2 separate regions of the Sus scrofa genome follow, and region 1 is linked to region 2. Evidence: chromatin contacts called from public HiChIP or PLAC-seq data. All regions are on one chromosome and are shown on one strand. Each heading gives the region's core, a stretch centred on a gene start, on an enhancer-like site or on the middle of the called end of the contact. The rest is flanking DNA. Distances are from core to core; before and after follow the strand shown. Region 1 overlaps AKNAD1 (protein AKNAD1). Region 2 holds the start of CLCC1 (chloride channel CLIC-like protein 1).

Evidence for each region. HiChIP or PLAC-seq counts read pairs in DNA pulled down with a chosen protein or histone mark.
Region 1: a contact with region 2 is called in an H3K27ac HiChIP or PLAC-seq map of skeletal muscle, with 3 times the contacts expected there. The contact joins the enhancer-like site here to the promoter of CLCC1 in region 2. A contact is called at or near these places in 1 of 5 promoter capture datasets (fetal liver), 3 of 47 Hi-C or Micro-C datasets (embryonic fibroblasts, heart right ventricle and undifferentiated spermatogonia) and 2 of 2 datasets of contacts at active chromatin or transcription factors (alveolar macrophages and skeletal muscle).

What each region holds. Positions count from the first base shown.
Region 1 is chr4:111,224,918-111,231,817 of Sscrofa11.1, forward strand. It overlaps AKNAD1 (protein AKNAD1), which reads left to right. Exons shown (of 13, transcript XM_021090095.1): 11 at 1,120-1,201; 12 at 2,236-2,335; 13 at 3,073-4,557. The coding sequence ends at 3,204. Among named protein-coding and RNA genes, the nearest start is that of AKNAD1, 33 kb to the left of the region's middle. Within about 2 kb of position 2,779, at least 15 of the 83 cell types and tissues checked have an H3K27ac peak or open chromatin away from gene starts, as enhancers often do. A contact at or near this core is called in skeletal muscle, where this site is marked.
Region 2 is chr4:111,079,076-111,086,060 of Sscrofa11.1, forward strand. CLCC1 (chloride channel CLIC-like protein 1) reads left to right here and starts at 1,573. Exons shown (of 11, transcript XM_005663605.3): 1 at 1,573-1,727; 2 at 5,398-5,538; 3 at 6,181-6,279. The coding sequence starts at 5,410.

The DNA.
Region 1 (6,900 bases), core at 1,529-4,028, 150 kb after region 2:
CCTAAAATATCAAATTGCTCATTTCAGTGCCAAACATTTATTGATAAAGATGAATAAAACACGGCTCCTTCCTCCCACGGAATTATAACCTATTGAGAGAAAGGAACACGTACCCAAATAAGGGACGCTCATGGCAAAATGTGCCACGTGCTAGAAGCACGGGGGTGGTCCGCTAAGGGCACCAGAGGAGGGAAAGGGACACTCTTGTTTTGCTTCTGAACGAGGACGTTCTGGTTCTCTGACACCCTTTCCTCATGAGCAAGTTCGAACCTTCAGAGCTTTCTCTCCATCGCTGGGGCCGGGGTGCCAGAGAGAATGTTTCTTATCTTTCATAACTGCAGGTGTCCAAGACTAAAGAACAGCCTTCACCCGAAGGACCTCAGCTGCGTCCCCCCCCTCAGCTGCCAGATCCTCCAGTTGGGCGTGTTCTCTCAAGGGGATGGTCCCCAAGACTCTGCAAAAGCAACAGGCAGAGTTCTTTATTACCGCCTTGGTTTTGGGGTCTACAACCCTTGAGACCTCATTCCAGTATGTGAATGAGGAAAGCAGTGGAGTCATGACAGGGAAAGAGAAGCCAGAGAAGCCAGAAGGAGGAAGGGGGCCGGGGAGGGGGGGAAGGGAGCCTCAGTGACCCGAAGGCGAATTTGTGTTCCATGGTGACTTTGCTGTGCTTATCTTCTCCTCTGTTTGGTCTCTATTTTCCAGAACTGTCTCAGTAACATAATTTAGTTCTGACTCCTAGAAGTCTTGGTCCCAAAGTGAGGAGGCCTTCAGAAATTGATTCAGTCCACGCTCTTGGAAAATATTCTCCCTCCATTTGCCACATGAAGAGGCTGAGCCTGCAGACACGCTCAGGTCACAGAGCTCACACCCAGAGAACCCAGACTCCTGGTCTCCTGTCTGCCAATAAAGCTCCTTTTACATACTGAATTTCTTTTCTTGAATACATAATACTTGATGGCTATTTCCCATGTCCCCAAATTTTCTTTATTTCCCCAAATTTTATGAACTATTTCATTCATACAGAAAAGTTCAGGAAATGATACCCATTAATCGTTTGGGGATCATTTGGGGCTCTTTTTTGATGTTCCGAATTTAATCTTAGCTAACGTTTTCCAGCTCATTCACAACCAAAATGGATCTGTTCCCAAAGAGCAAATTCAAAATCCTCACTTGATGCGTGCGATCTCATACCAGGAAAGTAAGTATTATTAACACAATGACTACCCCTCGCTTGGATGCATGCAATGTGCTTAGAGCATTCAGTTACCTGCCCTCGATCTCCTGGATCAGCAGCAGTACAGCCAGGATTCAAATGTAGGTCTGGCTAATACTTCAGTCATTCAGTGATTCATTCAACAAATACTTGAGTGTCGATAGCAGGACACTGGGACTAAGTCACCCGCCGTTCCTGCCCTCAGAGAGCTCACTTTTATTGGTAGAGGAAAAGGGGGCATACCGAGTGCTATTACCTAGTTTGGGGGTTCAGGGAAACTGAGTTCTAAAGGGTGAGTATGAATGAACTAGCAAGGGGATGGAGGTGTAAGTGGGAAGAAGGTGCCAGTCTAGGAGGGCGTCCTGGTGTGGGAAGGCCCTTGGCAAGTCCAGGAACGATGCAGCTGGAGCCTGGAAGATGGAGAAGCAGTGGGCAAGATGAGGCTGGTGAGGGAAGGCCAGTGGGATGGGCAGGGCCAGACCGTGCAGGGGCTTGTCAGCTGCAAGATTTCAGAGGCTTAGATATAATGGGAAGCCAAAGAGGTGGTTTTTTTTTTTTTTTTTTTTTTTTAACCTGAGTGTTTTTTAACATTTTCTTGTGTTTTAAAAGATCACTAACTAAGGGAGAGGGAAGAAATTAGAGGAGTCAAGGATTGCAGCACAGAGGCCAAATAGGAGGCTAGTGCAATAATCCAGGTGGCGTGATGGCAGCTTGGCCAAGGGTGGTAGAAGAGGAAAGAGAGAAGTCTCATATTCAAGAGCTATTTGGGAGGCAGGACAATGTAGCAGTGTGGCTAGAGTTCAGGCCATGCGGTCACATTCAAGTCTGAACCCCACCACCCACTCTCAGAGTGCAGTGCAGTGTTTATGGATGTGGCCCCTGGGGAGTTCTTGGGTTTGCATCCTGGTTATGTGTCCTTGGGCAGGGGTGCACCAGCTCCTTGTCCCAACACACACACACACGGCCATTACCTAACCACAGAGCTGGATGGCACTCAGGTGCCTTTGCGTTTTTTACAGTTCAGACCTGGCTACATGCTCACCCCCTTCCCAGTCCTGCAGGATTTCTGGAAGCACATCCTTAAGCAACTTTCGTGGTGTTGAGGAGATGGAATCTGAGGTGAGGAGTTAGAAAAAAATTCTAGAATCCTTGCAGCTTGTAAGTTTGGTCTGGATGACCACAAAACTGATGGCCTTTAAATTATTACAGTACAGAGCGTCAGAAAAAGCTTTGCTAAAGCAACGTGTGCTCAGCACTAACATAAAGATACACAGCCTGAGTGGCCACGTGGTTTGCATTATTCCTAAATTGGGTCCAAGGCAAACTTCCTGGAGAAAGTGTTCTATGGGTGGTGCCTTGGCACAGATTCTCCTGGCCCTGGCATGAGGGCACCCCACTCACAAGTCTGTCCAGTGACACTGGGGTGACAGCTGCCAGCAGTCTCCCATTTATTTTCAGGCCACTTTCCAACACTGCCCCATGCATGCACTTGCACCCCGGGTGCCCTCTCGGTGGTTATGGCCCGGGATCCCCTGCATTGTGCCCCCCACCCCAGGAGCTTCTCTCCTCACACATCTCTTTTTCCACAGCAGAAAACAGCCCGGCAGGTTGCTGACCTCACCCTCTGATTCATGCTCATCAGTCACGTGTTGGCCTTTTTTCTGTCCCTTTTTTCTAAAAAAACATATTCCACTCAGACTGGTTTCCTAGGAAACAAACCCTCAAAACAGAAATAGACCGGGTGGAAAAGAGAGTACTCCAAAAATTCCACTTAGCGGTGTTGAATAATGCGAACCCAATTAAGAGAAGCAGTCGTAAATTTAAGTGACGAAAACGTGTGGACTCTTTCTCTGTAGATTTTAAACTCATCTTTGGATCATGCCCTAAGGACAGCAACCGTTTTGAAACAAACTACTGATCAAATGATTAGAACTATTGCAGAAGATCTGGCCAAAGCGCAGAGATGGAGGAACCGACTGAAATACTAGTTTGACTCAAAGGCACCAAGGATTTTTTTTTTTTTTTGAATGCAGGGAAAGCTTGATTAGGCAACTTATGAAGATGAGTTTCCAGAGAAAAACTCCTTTGTGAGGGACACAAAGTGCTTAAATGAAGAAAATGGACCCGTGATTCTTAAAGATCGAAATCAACATGTATTTGTTTAAAAATAAACCTGTCATTCCTACCTCATAATAAGATAAATCAAAGCAATAAAATATACTTTTACCTACGAGTATGGCAAATACTCAAGTTTGAAAATCCCTGGCAGTGCCAGTGAGGATTGGGGAGACAGGAACTCTCGGACTGCTGCTGGAAGTACAAATTAGCGCCACCTTGTTACAAGGCACCTCGGTAACTGCCATCAAATGCTATGAATTCCAAGTGGCAATTCCACTGCTAGGACTTTGCTTTTAAGTAACTCATGCGACAGGAAGCAGTATGCAGGTGAGGACGGCCCCCAAGTGGAGCTAATCTAACACCCTATGTGATGATACACAAGCAACAGCGGTCATACTCTGCAGCCACGGAAAAGAATGAGGTGTATAATCTGTAAGACTGTGAAAAAAAGCAAGATGCCCAATAATGTATATAGTGTGACCTCATCTGTTTTTCAAAGAGTCTACGTACTTTCCGGAAAGATACACAAAACTATTCAGTGGACCCCCAGGAAGTGGAATTGGGAGTTTTGTGGGGAAGAGGGGGTCTTGACTTTTCATTTACTTTCTGGACTGTATGAAATTTTTACGATACACGTATACATTATTTAAAGATCTTCTGAAGTCAGAAATACGGAAAAACAGTAGTCTTAATGAAATTGGGACCCAAGTGAAGACAATTCGTTAAAACTGTGTGTATTAAGTGCATTAGCATTTTGTGGAGAACATAGGAACATGCTTCTGATAGGCTGGCTTAGGACTGCTGTGTGACCTCAACAACAGAGCAGCTGGTTGGTTACTGGCCCTGGTCCCTCTTTCCCGGGCCTCCATTCACTCCTGTTCCAACAGAAGCTTCCCAAGCCCCAGAGCTCTGCTTAGCGGTAAGGGGAGTTGAATCCATTTCTGCTTTGAAGATTTCTTTGGTGACCAAGGCAGCTGCGATTTGTCTAGCTGGCTGGAGAGTGAGTTATTTTTAACTTTGGGGCTTGGAAACTGGTTTAGGGTGCCTGGGAAGACATAAAGCAGGGGCCATTCAGAGGATACCTCGGACTGCGTGGCAAATTGTACTTTTAAGTTGTTGCTTTATGAGGAAGATAGTGAGGACTGGTAGCAGATTTTTTTTTTTCTTTTGTCATTTTAGGGCCACACCTGCAGCATATGTAGGTTCCCAGGCTAGGGGTCGAATCAGAGCTGCAGCCACCGGCCTACACCAGAGCCACAGCAATGCCAGATTCGAGCCGCATCTATGACCTACACCACAGCTCACGGCAACACCGGATCCTTAACCCAGAGTGAGGCCAGGGATCCCAGGGATCGAACCCTCATCCTCATGGATCCTACTTGGGTTCATAACCTGCTGAGCCACAATGGGAACTTCTGGTAGCATCGTTTTAAGAGAAAAAAGAAAGTCAACTATGCTTCAATAAAAGTAAGAGGAAAATGGAAGCCTAAATTCTATGTGCTAAGAGACCCAGATTCATCACAGATATAACTTTAATCACCAGCTGTTTTGGGGGCCATGCAGCACTATCCCGTGCCCAAGTTTAAAATCACACACTTCTCTGGCTTGAAGTGCTCTCAAATGACTCGTTAGTTCCTAACCTCTTTTGTGTTCAAACCTTTATGAGAATCTGATGAAAGTTACGGAGTCTCCCACCTCCCCCACACTCCCCTCTCCCATGGAAAGGTGACAGATGAACACGTACAATTTTGCACACAATTTTTAAAAGTTCATGGACACTTGAAGCAAATCCATGGAACCCAAGTTAGAAAGGACTGCCATTAAATGAATGGTCCTAGTCCCACATTTATTAACCATCATAGGAACTTACCATTGTAAGCATTCATGATTTAAAAACTTGGCCCATCTCTGCTTTCCTAAACCATATTCTAAATGTAATTTTACACTTCCTTGATGATTGAAGATCCTTATGAACAACCACTGCAACACGTCTAAACAAAGAAATAGAAATAGGACCATGTCCTTAAGGAATTCTAGGAAAGTGCTAGGCTCTGATTTACACGGAAACTTTTATATTTACTGTTTCTGTAGCCTTGGCTGTCTCCCCCCCCCCATGCCACTTTGTGTCAACTCTGCCACAACTTTCTTCTAATTCTGCTGGAACAATAAGTCAGAAGAACAGGCCTGTTAGGTAAAAGCCACTGTGTCTCTAATGCTGAGTCCAGGAGCTCAGCACTGAGGAGGGCTTTCGTGCTGAAAGGAAACACTCACAGTTTCTCCTATGCAGAGGCCTCTCCTGTAGCTGTGCTCTGGCTGCTGGAGGTGCCGAGCAGGACAGCAGGATGAGGTGGCACTGTTGGTGGGAGGCGTTTAGCATCTTGGCTTACTATTGCGTTTTACACATGAAAGTTCATCTTTCTGTCATTTCCTTCAATTGTCACCTTATTGTCAAATGAATTATTTAAACAGACTAATCTATACCAATTATATTTCTATTTAATACCCAAAATGTTGTTTTGGTAGAACTTTCATTGGAAGACATTTCTTGCACATTTCAACAGGGGGAGAAAATGTGCATTGGATATAGTGAATAAATGATTTCAGTTAATTGCAACAACAAAAAAGTCTTTTTCATGGTCTTGATATCAGAATCTGCAATTTCTCTCTCTAGCAGGGGTGGGAGTGCAGAATCAGTTTATACTAGGAATTTATGTAAGATGACCTCTTACATCTTCAAATCCAGTAAGAAATTTCAGAAACAAAGGGTCTCTCCAATTCTAAGCCTAAAATAAGCGAAATGTAGCCTCAAAGAATCCCCTATCAGTATGGGATGTGGAGCAACTGAATGGGTGGTCCAGTGTTGCCGTCCTCACACTTTCAGATCCACTTGTCAGAGGGTCTTAGATTGGTATGAATCTCTGTTCTACGCACGTACTAACCCTGGACAGACAGTTACCATGGCATATAAGGATCTGATAACACATAGACATCAAAAAAATTAACCCTCTCACTGGCAATGTACCGTTCTTATGCCCAGTATTTATTTGTCTTTTTAGGGCTGAACCTACAGAATGTGGAAGTTCCCAGGCTAGGGGTCGAATTGGAGCTGCAGATACACCACAGCCACAGCCACACCAGATCTTAATCCCGCTGAGCAGGGCCAGGGATTGAACCTGCATCCTCATGGATACTAGTCGGGTTCGCTACCACTGAGCCACAAGGGGAATTCCTCAGAGGGCTGTTTATTAACGTCAAGCCTTTCCTCTCCACATATACATGTCATCCAGGTTAAATTATAAAACGTCTTTGTGCCTTAGTTTCCTCAGCTTTAGAATGGAGATAATAGTTCCTAACCTTCACGGGATTAAATGAGGAGACTGAATGAGGTAATACAAGCATTTGAAAATAGTGCCTCACTTAGATATAAAGCACTAAGTAAGCATTTGCACATTATTATTTTATTATCACTACTTAGTAAAATAGCAAGTTCAAAATAATAACTTTTTTATCTATAAAAAACCTGAAAAGCCTAATAAAAGATCCAATTCACATGAACCATGAACTAT
Region 2 (6,985 bases), core at 323-2,822:
CAAGAAGAGAGACAGGTGGTCAATAAGCACTTGAAAAATGCTCAGTATCACTAATCATTAGGGAAATACAATTAAAAACCACAAAGAGAGATATCACCTCACATTCAATAGGATGGCTGCTGTCAAAAAAAAAGTGTTGGCAAGGATGCGGAGAAATTGGAACTTCTATGTACTGTTGGTTGGAATATCACATAGTACAGCCATTGCGGAAAACAGTATGGTGATCCCTTAAAAAACCAAAAATGGAATTACATTTGACCCAGCAATCCCACTTTTAGGTACATATGCTCAAAATAATTGAAATCAGGGTCTCAAAGAGTATTTGTACACTGATGTTCACAGCAGCCTTATAATAGCCAAAAGGTACAAGCAACTGGAGTCCAACAGACAAACTGATAAACCGTGGTGTATAATACAATGGAGCATCATTCAGCCTTTAAAAAGGAAGGAAATTTTGATATGTGTTACAACATGGATGATCCTTAAGGATGTTATGCTAAATGAAATGTCAGTCACAAAAAAGACCAATTTTGTATGATTCCACTTACATGAGTTACCTAGAGTAGACAAATTCATAGAGATACAAAGCGTCTATGGCCGTTGCCAGTGGCTGGGGGCAGAAAGGAAATGATGAATTATTTAAGGTACATAGAGTTTCAGTTTTGCAGGATGAAAAGATTCATGGAGATGCATAGTGGTGATGATTGCACAACGATATTAATATACTTAATGAACTCTACACTGAAAATGGTAAGATGGTAAATTTTATGTCAGGTGTATTTTCTTTTTTCTTTTCTTTTTTTTTTTTTTTTTTTGCTTTTTAGGGCCGCACTCACGGCATAGGGAGGTTCCCAGGCTAGGGGTCTAATCGGAGCTACAGATGGCAGCCACAGCCACAGCCACAACAACGCAGGATCCGAGCCGCGTCTGCGACCTACACCACAACTCACTAAAACGTCGGATCCTTAACTCACTGAGCGAGGCCAGGGACTGAACCTGCAACCTCATGGTTCCTTGTCGGATTCGTTTCCGCTGGGCCACGACGGGAACTCCTTGTATTTTAATTTTTAAAAACTGTAATAAGCAACATGCACACTCAAGTGCACTGCTTTATATACTTTTAAATTTGATTCCAGTAACTTTTGCGTACACCTTTTATTTTCTCCTAGTGTGTAAAACTCATTTCCTCTTTGGAGAATTTTCTAAGCTTGCAAGGCCAGTACGTAAAGATAAAAATCAAAAGGAAACTTACTACTTCCAACGACCACGCAGTGTGCACTCCTCCGCCCCCCCCCCCAGTACTCAATACTATAGGATACCATTATCACTCAACCCCATTTAAAAAATTCTCCAAAAAATACTCCAAATAGATTTCTGGGCTTTTTTTTTTTGCAAATGTTACACATTCGAAAACTTATAAAATAAACTGATACTAAGAAAATACGTTTCGTACTCCTTTTATGTGTTTGTCTTCCCTGTAAGATTTCACCTGCAGAGTTCAGCTGATGAGGATACAGAAAACAAGCCAGCCGGCCCCGCCCCCCTCGGCGGGCCAATCAGCCGCGCGCCCGGGAGGGACACACAGCTGCCGGCCGAGCGAGTCGATGAGGACGCGCTAGAGGCCCGGTGCCCGCAGAAGAGCTCTGCTCTGTTGGGGTCTGCTCGCTGCCTTTTGCGACGTGGGCACGTGTCTGTCTCCTTGGAGAGGCAGGCAGGCGACCTGGGACGTGAGTCGGGTGTGTTTGAGCGGCGGGCAGGTTGGAGTTCGGCCCCGGCGGGTCTCGCGGGCGGCGGCGCAGGGGAGGCCGAGGGTGTTGCCCCGGCCTGCGGGAGACCTCTGAGCACGGCGTCGACGGGGATGGCCGAGCGCCCGGTCTTATCTCCCCGGCCAGTCAGAGGTCTTATCTTTAGCGGTTCAAAGAGAGGCCTAGGGAAAGGGGCAAGGAGCGCAAAGCGAGACGCGGGCGAACGTTGAATTTTGTTGGCTTCAGTTATCTCTGAAAACTTTAAGCACAGTTTGAACAAATAGCGTCAGTAGAATGGCTTGGGTTTGGTTGTACCTAAGTTTTAAAAACTTAATTTGGATGTTAAAAGTTAGAGATGAATATTTATGAGTGGGCGGTGAAAAACAAGGACGATTTTCTCTGCGCTCGTGGTTATGGAGGTGCGGTCCCCAGACTAGCTTGACCGTCGTCATCGTCATCTAGGAACCGTTAGAAACGCACGTTCTTAAGTTTGCTCCAGGAAACTAGACAAAGGGACGCGAACAAAATTGCAAACTGCTGACTTATGCCGTGTTTCTGGGTTCAGGCAAAAGTTGACTCTATTCTCCAAATTAGTCTTGTTTTTCTCGTTTCACGTGTACGTTCATTGAAACCAGATACTTCTCATTTGTGCTGATTTCCACTCAGTGGCCAGCAGCCTCCTCGGAGATCTCTTTGTTGATAGCGGTCAAGCCTAGGAGCTGCTGTTAACTCACTCTTGGTGTTTCCCGCTTTGCAAGTGGGGCTCCCGTAGTTCCCCCTCTCCATCCTCTCAGAATAGCCCCTCAGGAGTTCCCGTCGTGGCGCAGTGGTTAACGAATCCGACTAGGAACCATGAGGTTGCGGGTTCGATCCCTGACCTCGCTGGGTGGGTTAAGGATCCGGCGTTGCTGTGAGCTGTGGTGTAGGTCACAGACGCGGCTCGGGTCTGGCGTTGCTGTGGCTCTGGCAGCTGTAGCCCCAACTGGACCCCTAGCCTAGGAACCTCCATATGCCGCCAGTGCGGCCCTAAAAAGACAAAACAAAAAAAAAAAAAGAATAGCCCCTCAGGGCCTCTTGCCCTGGAAAGGCAGTTTAGGTAGCGCCAGTCCGGGTTTGACCACCTGCTAGCTGATTGACTTTGGGCAAATTACTTCTTTTTCTAATCTGTAAAGTGAAGATAGCAAGAGTACTGCTTCCAAGAGTTCTTGGATTAAATGAATGCATGTAACAGCATTTGGCACAAAGTAATCAAATACCAGCTATTATTATGGTATAGTAATTGTGATAGTGTCAAAGCTGCAGACATGAGAAAAATGATGAAAAAATAGAACTAGGGGAGAGATACTAATTATTGACTAGTAGAATCACAGGTGCCACCGCTGAACTAAACTATTATAGGATGATTGCTTTAATACTTGACTACTCACAGTGCTCTGTAGGCCAACATCTCTGCCACCACTAGGAGCTTGTTCGAAATGCAGAATCTCAGGCCCACCTCAGACTTAATCAGAGTCTGTTTTTTTCTTTTTTTAAGCAAGATATCTACCAGGTTTAGATGCAGCTTTGTTTGAAGGAAGTATGAGATCTTTAAAGATTTTTCAAGGAGGTCCAGCCCTGAATCAGTGACCCTGGGGGGTGGGCAGGAGGGCTTGACTTTCTCTGCAGCTGATTCTGCTCTTCTGCCTCACCTCCTCATCTCCCATCACTTCTGCATTGTTACTCCCTCAGATTTGAAAATTTTGATTTTTTTTTTTGTGCTGCTTTATCCTCTGAACCCTTTAAATTCCTGGCCGAGACTGATCGTTTGCATTGGCTACCTAACAAACATTTACTGAATGTCTTTCACCTGCCAGCCACTGGGCTGGGTGTCAGGCTTAGAGAGGTGGAGGGGGCACGATGGAGAGGGTATTTGGGAAGGGGAATGAAGACTTGAGTAAGATGTTACCCTCCCTGGAAAGTTCACATTGTAGGACAAGGCTCTTCCACCGTCATTGTGTGATTGTACCCACTGGGGAGCTTTAAACTTCCCAGTGCCTGGGTCTCTCCCCTGGGGATTCTGACTTAAATGCCTTGGGATGTGGATGGAAGATGGGAAGTTTTAGAAGCTTCCCCGGCTTGAGAGCTACTGTGTTCAGGGATGAGACTGACCAGTCAGTAAGTGGTGGATTTCAGTGTGTGTTAACACCTGGAGAAGAAACAGCACACCTGGAGTGGGGAAAGAGTGTTTTCGTTTAGCTCGGACTTAATTTTATTCCTACAGCTAGACTGTTAGGCATTTATGGGTAGGGCCCAGGGCATTCTCCTCGTGGAGCGCCCTTACCTGATTCTGATTCATAGTAGGTTTAAGAGAGGCCATTCAACAGAACATTCTGTATCTGCAGTGTCCCAACTTGGTAGCCGCCAGCCACGTGTGGCACTTTAGTATTTAAAACACAGCTAGTGAGAATGAGGAACTGATTTTTAATTTAGTTTAATTTTAATTAAATTTAAATAGCCTTGTGTGGCTACTGGCCACAGTATTGGACAGGGTTGAATGGAGATATGTGCTGAAGTGGTTTGACAGGGTTTATGCACGGGCTTAGATGAAGAAAGCTATTTCTCTGATTGAGAGTTCAGTCACCTTATTTGAATCATAATTCTGCACCTTTTAAACTTCCCATTTGTGGAGTTCCTGTTGTGGCTCAGCAGTAATGAACCTGACTATCCGTGAGGACGCAGTGTCCATCCTTGGTCTTGCTCAGTGAGTTAAGGATCCAGTGTTGCTGTGAGCTGTGGTGTAGGTCACAGATGTGGCTCAGATCTGGTGTTGCTGTGGCTGTGGTGTAGCCCAGCAGCTGCAGCTCCAATTTGACCCCTAGCCTGGGAACTTCCATATGCTGTGGGTGCAGCCATAAAAAAAAAAGAGAGAGAGAGAAAGAAAATAAGAAACCCTGTACCATTTAACTACCAACCCCCTGTCCCTTATTTTATCCTCAGTCCTAGGCACCTACCAGTTTGCTTTCTGTCTCCATAATTTGTCTATTCTGGGCATTGCATGTCAATGGAATCATAATATACGGTCTTTGGTCGCTGGGTTCTTTGGTGTAGCATACTGTTTTCAGGGTTCATCTGTGTAGCAGCATGAATCAATACTTCATTGCTTTTTATCACCTAATAATGTTCCACTCTATGGATATACCACAGTTTATTTATTCAGTCACCAGTTGGTAGATATTTGGGTTGTTTCTACTCCCCCACCCGACCCCCGCTCAAGGCAAGCAGAAGCTCCCAAGCCAGGGATCCAACCTGTGCCACAGCAGTGACAATGCTGGATGCTTAACCCACAGTGCCACCAGGGAACTTCATGTTCCTACTGTTTGCTAATTATGAATAATGTGCAAGTTTTTGTGCAGGTATGTGTATTTTCATTTCTCTGGGGTACATACATAGGAATGGAATTTCCAAATCATTTGGTAAATCCCTGGGTTTTTTTTTTTTTTTTTTAAATCTCAGAATACATGTGTTTCTAGGCAAATACCGTTTTACTGAATATTTTTATTTCAGTGACTATTAAGAAAGCCTTATCTTAGCACTAAGAGAAAGTAGTTTTTTTAATTACAAAACAAGTTTCTTCTAAAAGTAATCACACTTGAATAAATATTAATTTTTTTAGCCTTCATGCAGGATGCTGTGTTCGATGCTGCTTTGTGAATGTCTGTGGCTGATAGTGGCTTTTGCTCATGATGATGATTGGATTGACCCCACAGACATGCTTAACTATGATGCTGCTTCAGGAACAATGAGAAAGTCTCAGGTATTTAAAAGTGCATGTGTGTGTAACAGCTTATCTCTTCTGTGATGGAAAGAGTCTACATCTGTAACTGCTTTCTGCAGAGCTGTGAGAGTCCTGTATCAATGCAGAATAGCTTCCTGCCTCTTAGTCTAAGATGATTTCCACGCCAACGTGTTAGCTCTGTTTCGAATGTAAATGTAAAGCCCATCAAGAAGCGGACTCATTTGAGAGTTCCCATTGTGGCGAAGCAGAAATGAATCTGACTGGTATCTATGAGGATGCGGGTTCAATCCCTGGCCTCCCTCAGTGGGTTAGGGATCCCGAGTTGCTGTGAGCTGTGGTGTAGGCCAGCAGCTGTAGCTCCGGTTCAACCCCCAGCCTGGAAACCTCCATATGCCTCTGGTATGGCCCTAAAAAGCAAAAAAAAAAAAAAAAAAAAAAAAAAAAAAAAAAACCCCGAAAAACAAACAAATCTCATTTGATTTCAGTTCTTAGCTAGTGTGTAAATCTGAGACTCTTAACCTTTTTGGTGGCTTAATACAGCTGAAGAATAGAATGAGCAAAGTCAAAAATGATGAAGTCAGAATTTTTGTCTTCCTTAACTGTAGGTTATTTTCACAGTTGAACTATAAAGAAATAAAATTTCTCTCTGCTTTGCTTTAGGTGAAATACGGTATATCAGAAACTAAAGAGGTCAGTCCTGACTTGCATGCTGATGAGTTGTCAGAATGTTACAGCAGACTTGACTCTTTAACTTATAAGGTGAGATTTTTTAATTCATAATTTTTATATTATTTATAGAATGTTAAATTGCTGTTTTTCCTCTCTCTGCTAACATTTGCTTTTGTATCTAAAATATAATTTACGTATATACATGACTTTTTTCTTGAGTTACTCTAGCCTTGGTTTCTCTTTAGTTGCTCTGGCCCGGGATTTTTAAAATAGTACTTTTATTTTCCTGTAATAACATTTATCTCAGTATTTCTTTACCAGACGGAAACGTTCTTGGGGAGTTCCCATTGTAGCTCAGCAGTAACGAACTGACTAGCATCCATGAGGATGCGGGTTCGATTCCTGGCCTTGCTCAGTGGGTTAACTATCTGCTGTTGTTGCGAGTTGTTTTTTTGGGTTTTTTTATGGGGTAGTGAGCTGCATAATAGGAAATGCAGAATGCCTTTTTACAGAAGTTTTTCATTCCATTGTTTATGACTTTGGTTCAAACGTTGTAAAAATATGGTTGGTAAAATGGAGGCTTGAGTCCTTCTTTTAAAAATAAAGAATTATTTCTCTTGAAATTTAAGGAGTTCCCGTCGTGGCCCAGTGGTTAACAAATCCGACTAGGAACCATGAGGTTGCGGGTTCGGTCCCTGCCCTTGCTCAGGGGGTTAAGGATCCGGTGTTGCCGTGAGCTGTGGTGCAGGTCGCAGACACGGCTCAGATCCCTTGTTGCTGTGGCTCTGGTGTAGGC